Regions from separate parts of the Gossypium hirsutum genome. Here region 1 is linked to region 2. The links are chromatin contacts, called in public Hi-C maps. All regions are on one chromosome and are shown on one strand. Each heading gives the region's core, a stretch centred on a gene start, on an enhancer-like site or on the middle of the called end of the contact. The rest is flanking DNA. Distances are from core to core; before and after follow the strand shown.

Evidence for each region. A called contact is a pair of places that touch in the nucleus more often than the background predicts.
Region 1: a Hi-C map of leaf shows a contact between it and region 2, with 1.6 times the contacts expected there. The contact joins the promoter of LOC107944964 here to the promoter of LOC107947329 in region 2. A contact is called at or near these places in 3 of 34 Hi-C or Micro-C datasets (all in leaf).

What each region holds. Positions count from the first base shown.
Region 1 is chrA12:107,303,233-107,308,255 of Gossypium_hirsutum_v2.1, reverse strand. It overlaps LOC107944964 (heat shock protein 83), which reads left to right and starts at 3,613. Exons shown (of 5, transcript XM_041083700.1): 1 at 3,613-3,711; 2 at 3,811-3,991; 3 at 4,559-4,700; 4 at 4,818-5,023. The coding sequence starts at 3,854. LOC121211197 (probable polygalacturonase) reads left to right here. Exons shown (of 5, transcript XM_041083702.1): 2 at 1-3; 3 at 1,127-1,247; 4 at 1,324-1,569; 5 at 1,654-2,637. The coding sequence ends at 2,348.
Region 2 is chrA12:107,129,819-107,134,868 of Gossypium_hirsutum_v2.1, reverse strand. LOC107947329 (protein timeless homolog) reads right to left here and starts at 3,587. Exons shown (of 20, transcript XM_016881965.2): 1 at 3,446-3,587; 2 at 3,230-3,376; 3 at 2,967-3,119; 4 at 2,695-2,854; 5 at 2,081-2,387; 6 at 1,844-1,981; 7 at 1,582-1,759; 8 at 1,320-1,450; 9 at 36-248. The coding sequence starts at 3,332. LOC107947330 (plastidial pyruvate kinase 2) reads right to left here. Exons shown (of 12, transcript XM_016881969.2): 12 at 4,343-4,700. The coding sequence ends at 4,593.

The sequences.
Region 1 (5,023 bases), core at 2,364-4,863, 170 kb before region 2:
CAGGTACAATTTTTGAGCCTTGGATTTCTCGCTCACTCGTCTCAATACTTTGCTGATTTAATTGCAAGCGTGGCTACTAAACTTTAAACCATTTGAAGTAAGCTTCATATTTAAAATTTGTGAAATCAAATTATAAATAAATTTGTACTTATTGTAAAGATATTTTGGATTTGATTATTTTTTAAATTTGTTAGATCCAATTACTCAATACAATAAGTATACAAGTATTTGTTTTAAATATATTGTATGTCGATTTGAACAATCATTTAATGTCCAAGCTAATAGTTAGGTCGATAGAAAGACTTGATTAGTAGTTTGAGCATTCAATTAAACATTTTGAAATTTAGGACTGATTTAGATTTTGAGTTAAAATTTGAGGATGTTTAGTGAAATTAACCCTTTTTAAGTTTTTTAGTTGTTGGCTTTGGCGAAATTTGCCACTTTCAGGTTTAGAAATACCATCTACTTCTTGATTATATAATCCTATAATTTCGGCTTTTGATTTCAGTTAGGTCATAAAATTATCGGCCTCTTCCGTTAGTCAAAACATTTTAGGCCACTGCTACCGAACGTGGTATGAAAAGTGTGTGTGGGTCAACAACCTACCAAATTTCCAAGGACCAGAAATTTGGTTTGATCTTATTGAATTTGCTCCATATGTTAAAAACTGTAAATATTTGAATCAAACCCAATTTTATAATTTATTTTTTGATTAATTTTTAATTTTATATAATGTTTTATTTTTAAATAACAAAAAAACCTATGTAAGATGATATTTTTTTAAAAAAAAATATGAAGAACTGAACCAATGTGCACTTTGGTTTGGTTTTTAAAAAATTAAAATACTGCAATCTAATACACTAAAAACCTCTTAAATTAGTACATGTAAAGGCTTTGTGAATAAAAAAAGTTTTATTTAATTTAATAAATATATAAAAAATTATTTGTATATTAACCAACACAGCATGATAAAACATTATCACCTTCACTTTTTCTTGATAAGAAATTGAATAACTTTGAAGGAGATACATAATCTAGTTTGATCTTGTTTAAAAGCAATGTGATGGTGATAATAATTAATCCTGCTTGATGCTTGCTGAAACTAACCTTTGAAAATAACAAACAGGATGAATCGGAGTGGCCGCCTGTTGCTCTTTTGCCTTCATACGGTAGGGGAAGGGATGCCCCTAGTGGAAGGCTCAGCAGCCTTATTTTTGGCACCAACCTCACTGATGTTGTCATTACAGGTAACCCAAAAACACATTTAGCTTCTCCAAGCTTTTAATCAAGTGGGGGGATTAAGTATATGGCTTGTAATACAAGGTAACAACGGCACCATCGATGGCCAAGGTTCATATTGGTGGAAACTGTTCAGGGACAATAAAATGACTGTTACCAGGCCTTACATGATCGAGATCATGTACTCGAAACAAGTCCAGATATCGAATCTAACGTTGGTTAACTCCCCATCATGGAACGTTCATCCCATATACAGCAGTGATATAATAATCCAACACTTGACGGTTTTTGCACCGGTTGATTCTCCCAACACTGATGGAATAGACCCAGGTTTGTTTTGTTTTTGGATTCGCAGGTACAACATGTTTGTCATAGTTGATATGATGTTTTGACGGTGTATGTTTTTTGTTTCAGATTCGTGCACGAATACCCGTATCGAAGACAGTTTTATCGTCTCTGGAGACGATTGCATCGCTGTTAAAAGTGGCTGGGATGAATACGGGATCAAATTCAACATGCCGACCAAACAACTAGTGATCAGAAGGTTCGCTTGCATTTCCCCAAGCAGTGCCACCATTGCTCTCGGGAGCGAGATGTCTGGCGGAATTGAAGATGTAAGAGTCGAGGACGTAACGGCGATCAATACGGAATCCGGTGTGAGGATCAAAACTGGGGTGGGAAGAGGAGCTTACGTCAAAGACGTTTACGTTAGGAATATGACGTTGAATACGATGAAGTATGTGTTTTGGATGACGGGTGATTACGGCTCGCATCCGGATGCGGAGTTCGACCAAAACGCGTTCCCTGTGATCAAAGGGATCAATTATAGAGACATTGTGGCCGATAACGTCACCCAATCGGCACAACTGGACGGGATCGGAAAGCATCCATTTACGGATATTTGCATTTCCAATGTCAACATCAAATTGGCTGCAAAGCCAAAGGGGGTGCAATGGAACTGCAGTGATGTTCAAGGAGTTACCAATCGTGTGAGCCCTGAACCATGTAACTTGTTGCCTCGAAAGGAAATTGATTGTCCCGTCGCTAAGGATAGACTGCCCATTGAAGATGTCCAGTTAAAAACTTGTTCGATCAGCGGAAACTTTTAATAATTTTATCTATTTTATAGTTTGAAATTAGTCTTATTAAAGTGCAGCTAATATTATAAAACTTTTCCGATTGTGATCTGTTCTAGGAACGTTTCAGTTCATATATTAGGTGCTTAGGAAAATGGTTGATAGGTGTTTTTTAAAGCTTTAGGTATAGAATATAGTATGAGTTAAATATATGGGCGGATGAGCCTAGCCCAAATTCTTCTAATTTTATTTGGTCCGAGATTTCTGCTCGTAAATTGGGCTGGGCTAAGTTGAAGCTATAAAATGAATATTATTATATTAATACGTTGTATGAGTCCGGATCAACTAGGCTCACGGACAACTCGGCCCCTTCTCTAAATGAAATATATTTTATTTATTTATGAAAATAAATTAGATTTATTTATAAAAATAAATTAAATCTAAAAATTCTCTTTTTCTTTTTGGTTTCTTTATACTTTAATTAAACTAGATAGATGTTTATATTGAGTTCAACCTTTGAGGGGTTATTAATATAAGGACAAATCTTTTAAAATAATTATATATGAATCTAATATTTACAAAATAAATGTTTTAATGGAAGTCAAATCTTTTAAAATGATTAAATAAAAAGGTAAACTTCAAATGAATGCTTTTCAAAAATAATATATCAAATATCAAATTATGTTTTTATCTTTTAAGTAATATTTTATTCTGAAAACATTGATAATCATTTGATTTTTACTCAAATTAAATTGAAAAATCTAAACATTTTTACAAAGATTAAGCCTAATTTATTTAACCCTTACATTTACAATATTCTAAATTGAATGTTTAGCCATTAAAATTTAATCCTTTATACAAACCGTAAGCTTGTGCGAGCTTATACACTTTTTTTTTTTTAAAATATTTTAGAAGTATATTATTTTTATCAAAATTTTTAATTTTTGAAAATACAGCATAAAGGATAAATTGAATCAGTGGAGCATATACTAATCAACGATCATCCACAAAAACGGTTACCTGAATGGGAACATTCGAGATAATCATAGCTGGCGCGAACATTCTCGACTCTCTTCCTAAACCGCCGGTTCACCCAGCCGAACTAAAACGTCACCGCAAAAGACAATTCGAATTCATAAACGAACACCGTTGACTCGCTTACAAACAGAAAGAAAATCACGAAAACGCCATCGTTTCATAGAACCATCCAGAACCTCTCACCCGCCCCCTTCTTTTTCCCTCGCTAAAATAATATACGCTGAGAAGAAGGGACTAGAAGAACTTCATTCAATATATAAATACCTTCAAATTCTTTTCTCTGAAATCAGATCAGTTCTCTGTTATACAAAGCAAAGTATAAAACCCCTAGCTTCCTTTGCTCACCTTTCTTTTTCAAATTTGCTTTGTTTTTCTGTTCTGTTTGGTTGTGTAGTTCTCTGTTATACAAAGCAAAGTATAAAACCCCTAGCTTCCTTTGCTCACCTTTCTTTTTCAAATTTGCTTCGTTTTTCTGTTCTGTTTGGTTGTGTACGAGGGAAATGGCGGACGTGCAGATGGCTGACGCAGAGACCTTTGCCTTTCAGGCTGAGATCAATCAGCTTTTGAGTTTGATCATCAATACTTTTTACAGTAACAAGGAGATTTTCCTTCGTGAGATTATCAGCAATGCCTCTGACGTACGTATTCTTTATCTCTCTGTTTTTGCGTTTTCTTTTCTGTTTAATAAATATTCCTACGGCTAAGGTTTGCATTCGGATGCTTGATGTTTGGAATGAACTTTTTTCCTGATTGGCCTAGTGTTTGGCGCCCTTTTTTGTTCAAAGTGGTGATTTGCTCTTTGATGATATTTTATGGATGGTAAATCAATTTGTTTTACGGAGTATTTAGAGATTGTAATTCGTAGTGGTTAGGTAACTTCATTTTCTGTAGAAGATGCGGATTCATGTATCTGTTTAAAGTTCAGATTCCTTTATTATCTGCAATTTTATTTTGAGTGCTACTATTGAAATTTGAAATTTGAATTAGTTTAGTTATTTGATAGGTATTCGAATATTTTTGATCTTCTGGAAGTTCAATATAGAAACATTTTATAATAGATTTTGATGTTTTAATTGTAATTGCCTTTTTTTTAACTAAAATTTTAATTGTAATTGTTACTCTGGAAATAAAATGGATATGAACTCGTTTTGAATTTAGATCTTAGAATATTCCGATTTAAGTTTTCTTTATGTGATGGTGTGTAGGCATTGGATAAAATTCGATTCGAAAGCTTGACTGATAAGAGCAAACTAGATGCTCAACCTGAGCTTTTCATTAGGCTTGTACCAGACAAGGTTAGCAAGACCCTCTCCATCATCGACAGTGGTATTGGGATGACTAAAGCAGGTTATATTTGTATTAACATTCTTAAATCGCCTGCCATAGTGTTGATAGTTTGTGGTAATTGGTACTACCAAGTCTACCATAGATTCTTGACTTGAGCTTTGTTGTTCGTATATGCAGATTTGGTGAATAACTTGGGTACAATTGCAAGGTCTGGTACCAAGGAGTTCATGGAAGCATTGCAAGCTGGAGCTGATGTTAGTATGATTGGACAATTCGGTGTTGGTTTCTACTCTGCTTACCTAGTTGCTGAGAAAGTCATTGTGACCACCAAGCACAATGATGACGAGCAGTACATTTGGGAGTCTCAAGCTGGTGGCTCTTTC
Region 2 (5,050 bases), core at 2,338-4,837:
CCTATGAAATGATAGCTGATAAAAGTACACATCACCATATTTTTCAAAAGAGAACTTGCTGCAGATAGAAACTTGTAATCATTAGTTTCCTTCAAGCCTTCAAATGCATTACGCCATCTTGAAATCACAAGTTGGAACATTGATTCATTCAATGATGCTGCAATTGGTCCACATGCGTCACCTTGGAAAAATGAGTCATCAGCACAGTTATCAGCAGAAGCTTCAGATGCAGCATTTCCGTTACTTGGCTGTTAAAGGGCATCATGTCCAGGGCAACAAAAGTGATTAGTATAATGAAGCCAGTAACTATGACCAAAAGAAGGAACATATCAAACTACTGCTGAAGGAATGAAACCAAATGCATAAAAACTAAAATCCTTAGAGATTAAGGTTTTACATCTTGACAGTAACTAATCTTGACTTTCAATAAGGTTACAACCACATTACTTGTTTGGGCAGAAAAGGCTACAACAAGATCAATTTCAAAGTTTCAAGAGGAGACTACATGTATTATTCAAGGAAGTTTAACACCAAAAACTGAATAAACTTCAGGGGTCAATAGGTATAAAATGAAACCCATCAAACATGGGCATCAAGAACTGAAAAGACTTCAGAAGAAATATAGTGTCCCTTGGCAACATTTATTCAGAGTTAATTGTGTCCATTACCCCATTTAGGAAACAAACCACTAACCAACCATTAACAAAGAGGAAACTTCAGGTCTTTTAAACCATTCACATCACTCTTTTAATTTATCAGTCAAACCTTCAACAACCAAGAAAATGCACTTGAAAGCATCCAATTAAACTCCCCATTCAGTAGTTAACCAAAAATAATAATCTCTAGCAATGCCCCTCTAAAACTAAAACTTAAAGGTGTGTTTGGATATGAAAGAGGAAACAGGAAAACAGGTAGGATGATAGCAGAAACATTTCATATTTACCCTGTTGTTGAAGTGGAGAATTAACAAGAGGCCCAGCATTGCAGAATTTAACTATGATGTTATATTCTTAAATCCTTCCAATTTGATACATTGTAAGAAGTACGAAAATTAGTTCCAAGGAAGTTGATTCAGCTACACTTCCCAATACTTAAAGCTTTAAACATAACTTTTAATGCATACATGAAACAAAAGTAAGCAATTAACAGCTTTAGATTATGATGAGTGTACTCCAGGAATGAATAATATAACAACCTATGATGATTCACTTGTAAAAGACAATTAATAGAAGAAAACATGCATCTATCAATTACTGCAAGTTTGTCTAAGGATCTAGGGTGTCTAAAGGAAAACAAGTAAAAATTGGAGTATTCCTCACCTTCGAGGCCAAATACTTGTGATACTGAAAAGAAGTAACAAACTCAGCAACCTTAAAGAAAACAATTATGTCACCCTTCTGAACTGTGTGATGTTCCTTCTCAATATCCTCACGAACAGATTTCATCAATACTGACATGCATTGAGTTTGCATTTAATTATCCACAAGAACATGAAGAATAAGGGAAAGAAAGGGAAAAAAAGAGGATAGGGGTAGGGTGGGTCGACAAAACAAGCAGGAATTTCAATTTCAAACTGTGTACCATTGTAGCCTCCAGAAAGGAACTGGTTCACAAAATCATGAAGCAATGCAAGAATATTTTTCCTCATTAAAGGTAGATCACCATGTCCTGTTGAAATCCCATGGCCACTATGAGATTTAAGCAGAGTATTTTGAGAAGCATAATTAGGATTTCCCTTGACCACTACTGTAGAGCCACCCTGTCAGATAAAACATGATTAGTTAAATTTATTAATGCAGCACCTGCTTAGTATCAAAACATCAATGACAATGATACTACATACCACAGTGAACCGTGTAAAAGTTCCACTGAACTGTGAATGACGATTGGTATGCTGGAGTCTTGAAACCCTTCTTTTCTTTGCTTCCTCTTCCATGATGGACTTAAGATCATCAATGCAAGCCTTGGCATCTCCACCCTCCTACCATACAGAGGTCATTAGAAACAAGAACGTGGAAAAGCAAATTACATTAATCAACTTCTTACTCAGATGGTTAGACAAGAATAAAGAGAAACAAACCTCAGAACGCTTCAAATGAGCTTTAACAAGTAACTCTGGGTCTTGACCCATAAATATGTAATGGAAAATATCCAACAAAAGCAAGTTATCCTGACGAAGATAGCCACGAGAACCACCAATCTGCTGAGTTATAACAATAATTAAATCCATCACATTCTCACGGAACAGAAGTTCAAGAAATCTGTCTCTCAGTGATAAAAATTGGCCAGCCTTTTGTAGAGATGAAATATCTTGGATGGCAAGAATGTTGCGAAACAAGGTTAACACCAGCTGGACCAATTTCCAGTCATCCTCCGTGAACAATTCACTGAAATTGAAGAGATTAAACATTTAGGCTGATGACAGCATAATGAATACAAGGAAATTTGATGGCACAGATGATTTAAATGCAAATGAAAAGATGAACATCCTATATAACAGCATCTAATGAGCTTAACTAGAACTTAGATTCTTAAGGTTTCATAAACAGTTAAACTCATTTGTTTTTGTTGATCAACAAATTGGGCAGTTTCTCCAAACAATATATTATTCTTTTCTTTCTTTTTCCAGCACCTGAATTTAAGCAGGCAGTTAAATGGCCTATTGGTAAAAGAAGAAAAAAAAATCATGCTTACCATTCCAAATTTTCAAGTGGACCTTCAAGAAGGGAAACTATAACAGCAACAGCATCACTGCTCGTGAGAGAAAACTTCATATTCCAAAGATACTCTATCTGTTGAGGGATATCACTAGAGGAAGGCTCGATAGGCATTGACAGAAAAACTAAAACTTTCACTGGAAAATGCGAAAAGAAAAAGAACGTAAATATTCACCAATTTAGCATTTACTACATTTTTTGGTTTAAATGGCCAAAAAAAATAAAACTTTAACATCAAATTTTACATACCAGAATTTAACACCAAATTCCGATCATGTTGGCAATGTTCAATGATCGGAATCAAGTCCTTTGAAACTATATTCCATCTACAAACTTGCTTAAATACTTCTCGCGTTTCTGGATCGTCCCGTCTTAAAAATCTCAGTAAGTCCTTCAAAGCATCTGCCAGTAAGTTATTTGAAACAAGATTAGTGGAATCCAATTTATATTCCCTGAATACAAAAGGAATAAATCAAAGAAAAAACCACTTCAATAAAGGCAAATGAGACTACCTAGACAATGCTCCCCCTTTGTGTAGACCATCTGTTTCGTTGTTTCATCTTCTTCTAGGATGCCGAGACTAGCACAGATACTTGATAAGCCCTCCATGTCCATTTTTACAAGGAGAGTAAGGTTTAAAATGGTGATTTGGGGAGAACCTGGTAGAAACTAGTGTTTTGAGTTATAGAGAAATCAGATCTGAGAAAATTTGGGAAGAATAATGATACCTCTAACAAGACTTCTGCTAGAGAAATTGGAAGATGAAGATCGTTGAAGGAAAAAAAATATTACTGATGGATGGTCGATCGATTAGGGCTCTTGTGGCGCCAATTGAGATGCAAATTTTCCCGCCTCTTTTTATATTTTTTTTGGATACAGGATCAGTTGATGCTGTGGTCTAGGGGGAATATGATGGGGGTCCGGCATATTAGTGACGTGGAGTGGATTAAAATTTAACAAGAACAAACTGGATAATAAGAACGGCCCTGACCTCCTCCAGTCATAAGCCGCTCATTAGGCCCATTACTTTTGTACTATTCTTAAATTTGTAGATTAAAATTAAAATAAAATGATAATGGTTTTAATAATATTAGGCTATTAGTTAAAATGATAATAGTGATGATAAAATTTCTAATATGAATTTATTGACACTTTATAGAAGTATCAGTTAAAATCATTTCGTTGTTATTTTGAGAAACTCTTTATTTAAATATATTGTTTTTAATAATTTTTTAAAAAAGCTTGTGCCATTGGTTAATTTTTCTTTAATAAAATCGTGCTATTAGATACTAAATAATATTTTAATAATTAAAATATATTTTTCTTACTCTTATAATATAAAATCAAAAGTCTGAGGAACAAACTTGAGATTCATAAACATTTATACATATAGTTCATTATAAACATTTATACATATAATTCTTTTCATCTATGATTTAATTGCTAAATAAATAACTTACAAATATATTTTTTTTATAGTTTTTTTTTTCATTTATATCGTGATTGTAACATAATTGTATGCGTAATAATTATAATTTCAATTTGAATCGGCTTTAGGTCGTCTTTGTGAATACCGATTATATCCAGCCAATTTAATGGATTGAACTAGTTTGTATCATTTCATGTTTGTTTCTAAGTTATTTTATTTGGATAACAAGTTTCAAACTTTGCAGGTGAAAAACCATACCAGGAAATCTCAAAGCAAACAAAAAAGTGCAAAACCCAGAATAAATAAGACAATCATATGACCTGAAGGAAAGCTACAAAAAAACCTAACTCGAATGCTCTTCTTCGCCGCGATCGCTTGAAATACTAATAATTTGCACGAAGAAGATAATCAGTCGAATGGATTCTCTCCCATTAATCTTCAGCCTCTTACACTTTGCAGACCTGAATGTTGTGAGTGGACTGGAATCGCCAGATGGGCTGTCTGCCACTTTGAACAAGTGCCACCTCTTCTCCCTTCTTCACCATTCCTTGCTTCTGCAGATCAATCATATTAGTTCTAGTATGGTATATAAAGAACCGGATGGTCAATGCACGTAACAGCACCAAGGTGCAGTATGATCAGATGAACCAAGCTCTATATGGTAATGAAGGATTAGAATTGTACGTATAAATCTTGCTATCCAATGGCATGTATCCTATGTTAAAGGTAATAAACCATCCTTTATGCAAGCATTTCAAAGTTGGTTTGGTTGTCATGAAAAATCCTTGGTATGGAAAGCAAGAAAAATTTTAATCAGAACAATCTGGTTTAAGTTTTGATCAAAATAATACGTGAAGGTTTTGAATATTTTAAACTGGATACCTCAAAACAACCACTTGAATGT